3 separate regions of the Mus musculus genome follow, and all the other regions are linked to region 1. A link is a contact called in public promoter capture Hi-C data. All regions are on one chromosome and are shown on one strand. The core of a region is the stretch at or near the end of the contact, and the rest is flanking DNA. Distances in the headings are between cores, read along the strand shown.

Region 1 (3,578 bases), core at 320-2,819:
AACTGTCAGGGATCACCAAGAGATGGCTCTGGCTTTCTTCTCGTTCCAGAGGGTAGATCTTAGAGGCCACACTGATCTTAGAGCGCCCCTGAGAGTGAGGGCCCAAAGGCACACAGCTTTCAGAAGATACAGAGGGCAGGATTTGGCTTTGAGAGGTCACAGGTACCATAGATAAACTGTCAGGGATCACCAAGAAGTGGCTCTGGCTTTCTTCTCGTTCCAGAGGGTAGATCTGAGTGGCCACACTGATCTTAGAGCGCCCCTGAGAGTGAGGGCCCAAAGGCACACAGCTTTCAGAAGATACAGAGGGCAGGATTTGGCTCTGAGAGGTCACAGGTACCATAGATAAACTGTCAGGGATCACCAAGAGATGGCTCTGGCTTTCTTCTCGTTCCAGAGGGTAGATCTTAGAGGCCACACTGATCTTAGAGCGCCCCTGAGAGTGAGGGCCCAAAGGCACACAGCTTTCAGAAGATACAGAGGGCAGGATTTGGCTCTGAGAGGTCACAGGTACCATAGATAAACTGTCAGGGATCACCAAGAAGTGGCTCTGGCTTTCTTCTCGTTCCAGAGGGTAGATCTGAGTGGCCACACTGATCTTAGAGCGCCCCTGAGAGTGAGGGCCCAAAGGCACACAGCTTTCAGAAGATACAGAGGGCAGGATTTGGCTTTGAGAGGTCACGGGTACCATAGATAAACTGTCAGGGATCACCAAGAGGTGGCTCTGACTTTCTTCTCGTTCCAGAGGGTAGATCTGAGAGGCCACACTGATTTTAGAGTGCTCCTGAGAGTGAGAGTCCAAATACACATGGCTGTCAGAGGACATTGCCATCTGAGAATTGCTGTCAGACGCCAAAGGGTAGGTCTGCGAAGTCACTGAAAAGACAGGTTGACTCCTAGAAGTACAAATGGAAAGACCGGTGTGGACAATGCCCAGAGGCAGGCTCTTAGAGGTCTGGACTCTGCTAAACTGATTCAGAACAGCCTCAGGCTTCGCTGAACGGAACAACGCTCTGCCACCCGAGGTTCTGGCGTCGCAGTTCCTTTCTAGCTGCCCCGGGTCCGTAGAGCTGATGCTACTGATCCGCTGGACGACCCGCGGGTGGAGTCGCCGCCGCCGTCGCCGGCGAATCCGCTGAAAGGTGTCGGAGACGCTCCTAAGGGTCAGCGAGAAGCGACGGCTGCCGCTACGGTGCACCCCGCTCTCGCGGGGCGAAGTCCCCCTCAAGGGGTCTTCCGGGAGCGCCTCTATGTTGCCGGTGTACCAGGAGATCCACCACAGGAGACTGACGAAGATGATGATGGAACCCAAATAGAGCAGCATGTCGTAGAACAGCAAGTTGGCGAAGACGCCAGTGAACAGCACTGCCACACCCACCGCGTCGAAGGCGACGCCCAGCCAAAAAAAGTGACTGCAGCGACCCAAGGGCCCGGACTGCATCTCCGCCAAGTCTGTGTTCTTTTGCGGAAGCTCCGAGAGGCTCAACATCTTCCACGCAAACCCCGCCAGAGGACACCAGGCCCAGGGCGCTGCCACAGGCGGGCTTTAGACACTCTCCATGGCAACGCAAGGGGCGGGGCGGGAAGCGGCATTCTGCTCCACACCAGGAAACTGGAGCGGGCCAAGGGAGCTGCGCGTGCGCACGACGACCTGCTGAACCTTCTGCGTTTGCGCCCAGTGCTAGCCCGGGCAGCTTTTCTCAGTCTGGGATCCTTAGGTGTATCAAGAAGTAGAATTTATGGGTAGGGGAGTGGGGGTGGGTGGGTATGGGGGACTTTTGGTATAGCATTGGAAATGTAAATGAGCTAAATACCTAATAAAAAATGGAAAAAAAAAAAAAAAAGAAGTAGAATTTATGACAATGAAACTAGCGGTACCTGGGGCGAGAATCTTCTTGGCCTCAGGTGCAGTTAGCATCTAGTGTTGTTAGGTCTGTACTCCCATCTTCTCTGGTGACTGTTGATAAACTTGCCCAAGGACCTAATAGACCCCATCGCGTGTCCGTCCGTCCGTCCCCCCCCCCACCCCACCCCCCCACCCCCCCACCCCCCCCACCCCCGCCAACCAACCATGTATTGTAGAGGCTGGGAGGGAGAGGGTAGGATGAAAGGAGAAAAAGGTTGACCTTTATGTGTGTGTTTGATGGATTTTAAAACATTTGGTACATTTTAAATAGATTTAGGCCTGTAGTTCAGGCCACATTTACTTAGGCCTATAGGCACACGCCACTATACTTGGAGAAAACTACTCTTAAGCATTTTCAAACGTATAGATAGAAAATTATAAAGGAATAAAGAATGATAGGTTGTCCCTACTTGGCCTGAGCATTCAAGCAATACAAATTGGAATCAGAGGGTTATTAAAGTGTTTTTTTTAAAAGATTTATTTATTTATTATATACACTGTTGCTGTCTTCCGACATTCCAGAAGAGGGTGTCAGATCTTGTTACATATGGTTTGTGAGCCACCATGTGGTTGCTGGGATTTGAACTCAGGACCTTTGGAAAAGCAGTCAGTGCTCTTAACCGCTGAGCCATCTCACCAGCCCCTATTAAAATGTTTTTAAAAAGGTCAGACATGATAGTGCAGGACTTTAGTCCTAGCACTCAACAAGCAGAAGCAAGCAGATCTCTGAGTTGGAAGTCAGCCTGTCCTAACTTGAGAATTCCAGGCCAACCAGGACTATACTGTGAGACCCTGTGTCAAAATGAATGGATGAAAATAAAAAGACCTGAAGGTGTGTCCAGGAAGTTGGAAGTGGATATAATCAAGAAATCTATGTATAAAATTGTCAAAGAATAAAAAGTTAATAAAGTATAAAGATAATTAGAGAAAACAATATGGCAAATGTTCATAATTATAGAATATAGATGAAATAAGTATAGGTGTTCATTATTCAGTTCTTTCCTGTGTTCTTTAGGCTTGACATTTTTCAAAATAGTTGCAGAATTTTATTTTGTAATTTAAATTTTAAGTTATAAACTTATAAACATGAGTAGCAGGTGGGGATGATGGCTCAGTAGCTAAAGACTTGACAGCCTGAGTCCAGTCGCCAGGAGCCACGTGATGGTGAGAGAGAACTGACTTCTGCACATTGCTGTCTGACCTCCAGATGAAAAGAAATAAATCTCTCCCCTTTGGCTGCAGGAGTGTTCAAGGCTGGCAACCAGAATTATCTGCCTAATGATAAAGGGTGCAGCACCATGCCATACGTAGACCGCAAGGTGATAAGCTGGAGTTATCCTTCGTCAGATCCTTTGAAATTAGCCCAGTTTAGCCTGAGGCAAGTCTCTATACTGGAATTAGGAAGGCTTAAATTTGAGTTTCTGACCTGAGTTGAGATCTTTAACCTCCCTTAGCTTTGATCTCCTCTTCTGTAAATGAGAGAACAGGTGCCTATAAGGAGGCTGTGACATGGCCAGTAGATGATGCTATACTGAGAAGTACTAACAGTTGCTCACTGCCAGAGTCTCTCAAGCCATTTCCATTTAGGATCCCTTTATGTGTGAGAAATTGTTACATCACTGTAGGTATATAAACACACACACACACACACATATATATACAATTATATATA
Region 2 (3,578 bases), core at 322-2,821, 560 kb before region 1:
GGTTAAGGGAAAGTTTGAGATGACGGCTCTGTATCTATTTTTGGTGAGCATGGTGAGAATACTAAGTCACATAATGCTTTGCCTCTGGAATTCCTCATCAGTATATCAATAGTGCTGTTCACCTGTAGAATTGGTTAATCCTTCTAATTTCCTGAGCTACTGACCAAGTATTCAGGCACCATGGTTTTACAAAATAGGAAAGCCTAACTGAGTAAGACCATTCTAAGGCTACAGAACAGGTTTCGAAGGTTACTCAGGTCTTCAAATTTATGCAGCAAGAACTTTATTCACTGAGCCATTCCTCTAAATGGATTTCAAACTTTAAAACTGCTACCCACTTTAAGAAATATCTCAGAAGCCTGATATGGTGATGTACTCCTGTCATTGCAGCACTTGGGAGGCTAAAGAAAGGAGGGCTAATTCAAAGCCACCCTGTGCACTTCAGAAAAAAAACAAAACAAAGCTAATCTTAGGAAGAACATACATCTATCTCCCTGAGGCAAATTTAAAAACAAAACCAAGTTGTGGCAGTATAGGGGCGTTCATCACTTTGAGAATGAGGCAAAAAGAGTGTTTGTTGTTAGTTCAATGTCAGCCTGAGCTACAGAGTGAATGCCCAGATAGCGTGGACTACAAGATGAGACAAAAACAAACAAACACCCAATGATTTCTTTTAAAGTCTATATTTTCTATTTCTTACAGTTTACTTCCTCGAAAATATGCTCACTAGCATCCACTCATAGACTTCCACTATTGGGCTGTCCAGAATTTTAAGGGTCCAGTGTCTTAGACTCCCTGGAGAGTCAACTGCCATTATACTGCCTCACATTTTGAATGTATTATTCCCATGTTTGTTCTTCTTAATCTTTTATCAGCTGTTTCCACAAACAACTCGAGGATTCCAAATGTACTCGGTGTTAACGGTAGTGTAGAGAGCAAGCTTTGAAGAGATGCTGGCCTGGGTTTAGGTTATCACCTGCTCCACCATTTGCCAGTGATCTTCCTTTAGACACTCAACTTCCTCCTCTGTATAACGGGCATCATTGACCTGAGGCGTGTAAAGACTTCCTAGTGTTCACTTTCGAGTGGGTGCCGTGTAAGATGATTTTTAAGGTGGCACTTCTCAGACTAACAGCATCCATCCACAGCATTCTGGAAGTTGACAGAAAAACCAACTCTTGGTCCGTGCCTCAGAAAGACCCAAGGGTGGGTCAGAGCAGTCTGTTCTAACCAGTCTTCCAGGTAATTCTGACGCTGGGTTGTGTCTGGGACTCGGACTGAGCACAAAGCCTGCCAAGGTGCGGGGAGGGGAGGTGAACAATCAGCACCTTGACCTGTAGGACTTGGGCGGCGACAAAAGGCAAAGCAGTTGGGTACAGATTTGGCTCTGGCTCCAAGCTTTTCTGCAGTGTAGCCCGCCTCACACGGTCGCTGATTGGTGGAGTCTCATGTGGCGGCTCGCCAATCACCGGAGCGCAGGCACAGACGCGGTCTAGCAGAGCCATACTCCTATTGGTTGGAGGCCGCGCCGAGAGCCGTGCGTACGCACTGGAGAGGCGTGGCACCAGCAGCCGTTGAAAAATGGCGACTGTTACGGAACTGAAAGCTGGTGAGTGCATTGAGGGGATGCTCGGTTGCGGGAAGCGTCGAACCTTCCGTATATGATAGGGATGGGACAGAAGGAGAGCGCGCGGGACATCGGCTCATCTTTTTCCAGGGTCGTTCTAGGGTGGCAGGGCCCACCAGGGGCGGCCTTTGCGCATGCGCTATGTTAGGGCCAGCCTTTGAGCTGGAGGAAGGGACTGGTATCTGTTGTCCCCTCAGGACCTCTGGGTATCTCTTAGAACCCTACTGAGCAGACAGCGCCCAAAGGCCTGCGTTCCGAGCTGACCACGACAACACCACAGCCACGATTTGGTGACAGACACACTTCCCAATGATTTGCACGGCTAGCCCATCCGGACGACAACGTATGGCTAGGTCCTCCTTGTCCTTTGGCAGAAACCTGAGACAGAGTTGTCCATCCTGGCGGCTCTTCAGGATTTTTCGGAAGAGGTTTTCCAAAATGGTTGGTTGTGTGCAGGGTGCATGCAGGTTCCATCCCCAGGACTACAAAACAAGGAGTAGACATCAATAACGCGTGTATACTGTTAACTCTGAATAGTAATTAGAGTTAACGTTTGAGTTGTAATTGGAGTTAAGGTTCAGTATGTGATTCTATCAGACCCTTAACAACTCATCCAACTTGATTCTGTGTAGCAACGCTATGTCCATTTCATACATGAGAGTTGGAATATTTCATCCACGATAATTTAGATAGAAATCGACTCGTGTGGAAACCCCATAAGGTGCACTGGCTTAATCATGCCATTCTGCTTCCCGTAGAATAAACCTAGTTCTGAGTGTCAAGGAATTCAGAGACTAAGCCAACGGTAATGGAAATCTGGAGAGAACCAAATGGAATAGTTTGGAGACTAAGATGTAGTAACTATTGACTGCATATGTATTGGGGACACTGCTGGTGAGCATTCCAAAAGCAGACATACCTCAGTCCCCAGGAGGGACTTCACATGAGTCAATGAGCTGTTCTGGGGATGGGAGTATACATAGTACATGTATATTGTATAAACTTTTCATAGGATTTCAAGATAAAGTCTATGGAAAAGAAGTTGGGTTAAGACCAATTCCTGAAGGCATTTTTATAATAATAGCATTGTAAGCATAAGACTACAAGTAGCAAAATGATAAAAGAGCCCAGAGGTTATCCCTACAAATTGAGGGGGACCTCCTTATATATGTTCTTCTGCGTTCTCTGGTTCTTGGTATGCTTTGTGTCTGAGAGAAAAGTAATAAAAACTTGTTCCTAATCAGTGATCTTACATTTTCTGGGCTTTTACTGGTCTAAAACCTCTTCCATTTCACCTAGCTCTTTCTCTGAGAAGTAGAGTTCATTACCTCGGAGAAGGCAGCTGAGGCATGGTTTAGGAATCTGCCACCAAGTATGAAGGACATGCTGCGTTTCCCAAATCCAGCTCATTACTTTGCGTTTTCTGCAAAGTTTGAGGCTGTACTGTGTGTACTTCAGAGTAACTGGGACAGGATGCTTGCCAGTAGAAAAGACTCTTTCCCTTAATTTCCAAAGATGGAACTAGAGAACGGGGATTGTGTTATGATCTTAAGATAAAGCTGTCCTTTTATGGACCTGTTTCAGAGTATAATTGGTTGACACCTGTAGAAAGGTTGAAGGAGTGCTTTAGAAATAAAAGAGAAGAAAAGTGAAAAGTCTAAGAGTGGCTATCCTCGATCACGTGGCCAAGGACTGTTGTTAGTTACTAAAGATCAGAAACTCTGCTTATATGTACCTAAATGTTTCCGAACTGCTCTATGGGTTTTAATTATTGTGGCATATTAATGCCTTTGCCATCGGCAGAGCAAAGTGCACTATTAACCTACAGTTTTCATCAATAATGTAAGGTACTATATTATAAATATTTAGTGGGTTCTTAACTGTATTCTAGGCATTATGTTGATTTTCTAAAATTGCTGTTTAGTCACAAAAGACTATTTGAGAAAGGAAG
Region 3 (3,578 bases), core at 438-2,937, 540 kb before region 1:
GTCCTGGGCTTCCCTCTTCCATTCCTCCTGGGCTCAATGCCCAGACGGTTTCCATTCCTTTTACGTGCAGCTGCGAAGAGGCTTTGGGGAAGCAGCCTCGTCCATCATGTGGAGGGCTCCTCCCCCACCTCTACATCGAGGCAGCCAAGCTGCTGTCCTTGGCTCTGTGTATTGCTGCCCAGTGAGGCTGGGATGGGGTTAGGAATGGGGATGGGGAGGACCAAGATCCAGATGTTTTCAAGTCTGAGAAGCAGGTGAGCTTGGTCCTGGACGGATATGGAAGGGGTCCAGATGGGCTGGGATATGAAAGGCCACACAGCACCCCTGTTGGCTTTGTACACAGTGATCCGTAACTCAGCTCTCCAGAGTGAACATTGGTATTAAACAGTACTGAGCTTGCTAAGGACCCTCACAGGACTCAGTCTTCTGGCCTGCAAAATAGGGCTGGGGCAGGTTTGGCCAGAATCATCCTTGGGTTGGAAGAACCAGCTGCACCTGGGTCTGGAGCTCCTGTCTGAGCACTGGGGTCCCTATACCGCCCCGCGGGCTCAGCGGGAGGCTGCGCGGGACCATATTTAGTCAGGGGGAGCCAGAGCCCCGCTGGTATGCCACGCTGGGAATTCCTGTTTCGAGAATTGCGCCTGGCCTTTTTGGGTTGTCTCCCGCCCAGGCCCAGGAGGGAGGACCAGCCCGGGACCTCGAGGGTCCGCGCGCGGGGAGCGAGGCGTCCCCGGTCTGGCGTGGGGCCAGCTCTGCCTCGACTTCCTTTTATGGCCTGAGTGGTGTGTGTGCAAGGGGGGGGGGAGGGGGAGGGAGAGAGAGAGAGAGAGAGAGAAAGAAACTGACTTTAGGGACATAACAGATGAAATGATAGAGACAGAACAAAAATCGTCACAGGGAAATCAAAGCTAGAGTGTAATGGAGAGTGTGTCAGGTCCGACAAAAGAGACAGGGAGACAGGGACCTAGATCCATACAGGGCTAAGGGAAAGAGATTGAGAAGTATCCCTTGCTGAGGGGGGACAGCTGTGAACTTGCGGGGGACCAGCAAGTACCCCGCATTCTCTTAGGGTCTTAGCACGCATCCTCCAAGTGCCATAATGCACTCTTTCTCCAGCAGCACCCCGCTTTTCAACGATGTTCAGAGAAACCACGTTATTGGTTCCAGGCACCCTGGGATTATATTTAATTTTGGTTGTAGCATGAATGGAACTGCAAAGAACAAGTTAGGAAAAACAAGTTTCCCTTTCTTTTCCCACACATTCCCAGCAGTCACTGGAGGATATGCGGTGACCTGCTTTGCACCTTGCAGAGTTCAAAAAAAAAAAAAAAAAATCACCTTTCCCCTCCCTTTGCTAAACACAACCGCCCTCAGATCTAAGAGGTGGCAGGTGAATGAAGAGGGGATGAAGGAGAGTGGGAGGTATCAAGCCTCCAGTATGTATGAACAGGAAGAGGTTAAAATCCAGCTGGAATGGACCTAGGGGGAGAAATTCTCACGTTTCCCTACAGACTCTGTATACCGGATTCCTTTTCTGTAAGGACCCAGGATCTGGGTGGCTACAGGGAGCGAAGCCTGAGGCTGTGGGTCAGTGCGGCTCTGTTCCTCACCTGCAGGGGGCGCCGCGAAGGGAAGAGGATCCTCCCACTCTCGGACGTCCGACAGCCACCTCCCCTTTCCACTCTCAGATAGCGCTGACTCTATAAAGCCAGGCGTCCGAAGCTTACAGAGAGATTTGGACCATCCCAGCCTGGGATCAGTGCCAGATCCGAGCTCTCCATCCGGTGTCCTCCTGCTAATCCACCCCCGGAGTAGATCTGTAAGTAGAGTTGGTCCCTTAGGGGCAAGCCTGGGTGGTGGGTTTAAGCCTTCTAAAGCATCCTCCTGGGAGTGGGGACTCCAGGGGTCCTGATTGTTATCTCTTATAAGGACAATGGGAAGAAGCCGGGTACAGGATCATTCTAGACCTCCTGTGATTACTCCCCTCCCCCCCCCCACTACCCACCACGTCAAACCAGCATCCCCAGGTTGCCCATGAGCAGAACCACCTGGGAAAGTGGAGTAAGCAATTAAAGATTCTGGTGGCTGGGCCCAATTCCAGGTATTTTAAGACTAGAGTCTAAAAAACAAAATGGTCTACTTAAAAACCAACCAGTGTTTATAGGCTGCACAGTGGACAAATGTGCTGTGGTAGAGCACTGCGGGTCCTGGGTTCAAATCCCAGTATTTGGGATGGTGATCGGAACCCAAGGTTAGTCTGACTAGGTCATGGGATGGATAATCCACTGACCATTGCACAAAGTAACTCAGAAACATGGGTGAAAGTGTTGATAGTTCTGAGCACAGGCTGTGGTGTGTGTGTGTGTGTGTGTGTGTGTGTGTGTGTGTGTGTGTGTGTGTTTTCCATCTACTTAGGTGATTTTGCTGTGGATTGTTACTGGTAGACAAGGCTGCTTATTGTAAGATATGGCTAGTTTCTTTCACTCTGTTCCCTTCCAGACCCCAGACTCTGTGAATTAACAAGGGAGTTCTTCTCCTGGTTGGTTAGGGCCTCAGATGTCCAGGTGGGTGCGGAGGCTCCATTTGCCTCCCCACCCCCAGGTGCACCGAGTGAGCAGGCGCTGGGTTTGGGGCTCCTCAGTGGGAAGGTTACTCTTAGGACAGAGAGAGGAACTAGCAGGAGAAAGTTCTGCGATTCCAGTTCAGAATTGTTTGGAAAGCACCTTTCAAAGTTATGTCTGTCAGAGAACAAAAGAAACCTTTTAGAAAGCCGGGACTAGGCTGTTTAGGTTCTACCTCTAAGAACTGCGAGAAGCCATGGAGCTTGCTGGGAAAGAAGGGACGTCCGGCTGTGTTCAGCACACTGCTCTGCTCCGTTCTGTGTCCTCTGGTGAAGGTTCTTCTCTTGCTCAGTTTACTTCAAGATGCTATTTTAGACTTGACTTAAAGAAAGAGAGCTTGACCATACAGGTCCAAAAGTCTCTCATGGCAAGGAACACCTTCTCTTTTTTGATGTGGTTGATGGCACACTTAACAAGCCAGGTACTTAACAGCACTTCAGTGGAATCAAGTTATTTGAATCATTATATACACTTCATCACGAAGTTGATCATCTTGTCGTGACAGCTCTTTGTCTTTCCTGAAAACCAAAATTTGTTGGACTCCTGTTTCTGGTGGACTCCACCACTTTTTGAAGAAGATTGAAACCTTCTACCAATTTAAACTGACAAAGGCTGTTCCCTAGAGAGAAACAGATGTGGTAGGAGTCCATGAGGCTGGGTGACCCCAAAACACGCCCGTGCTGAGCCACCCTGGAGAAACCTGTGGGTTTGCTTCATAAGCACTATGGACTTTCATTGTTATATCTGAAATAGAGCCTCTCTTCCGTACAAGGTAGTCACTATGGATTTATCATTACTTTTCTGTGAGAGGCTGGGCTGGAGGCAGACATGCCCTTGTATGGTAGTGTTTTCTACGAGGCCATCCCCAGCCCCCTTGGCCAATCACCCAGCCTTGCTATGCAGCCTGGCTGGCTTGGGTTCTGGGTGCTTCACCGTCTTTCCCTGTAGAGATGGGGG

What was found. Promoter capture Hi-C pulls out the DNA fragments that hold promoters and counts their contacts.
Region 2: a promoter capture Hi-C map of pre-B cells shows a contact between it and region 1, with 3 times the contacts expected there. The contact joins the promoter of Cep20 here to the promoter of A930007A09Rik in region 1. A contact is called at or near these places in 1 of 39 promoter capture datasets (pre-B cells) and 1 of 9 other capture datasets (liver).
Region 3: a contact with region 1 is called in a promoter capture Hi-C map of pre-B cells, with 2.5 times the contacts expected there. The contact joins the promoter of Myh11 here to the promoter of A930007A09Rik in region 1. A contact is called at or near these places in 1 of 39 promoter capture datasets (pre-B cells) and 2 of 9 other capture datasets (adipose tissue and liver).

Annotation. Positions count from the first base shown.
Region 1 is chr16:13,752,555-13,756,132 of GRCm38.p6, reverse strand. It overlaps A930007A09Rik (RIKEN cDNA A930007A09 gene), which reads right to left and starts at 1,569. Exons shown (of 1, transcript NM_001357954.1): 1 at 1-1,569. The coding sequence starts at 1,489.
Region 2 is chr16:14,315,325-14,318,902 of GRCm38.p6, reverse strand. Cep20 (centrosomal protein 20) reads left to right here and starts at 1,571. Exons shown (of 5, transcript NM_025345.2): 1 at 1,571-1,609. The coding sequence starts at 1,582.
Region 3 is chr16:14,289,517-14,293,094 of GRCm38.p6, reverse strand. It overlaps Myh11 (myosin, heavy polypeptide 11, smooth muscle), which reads left to right and starts at 1,687. Exons shown (of 41, transcript NM_001161775.1): 1 at 1,687-1,819.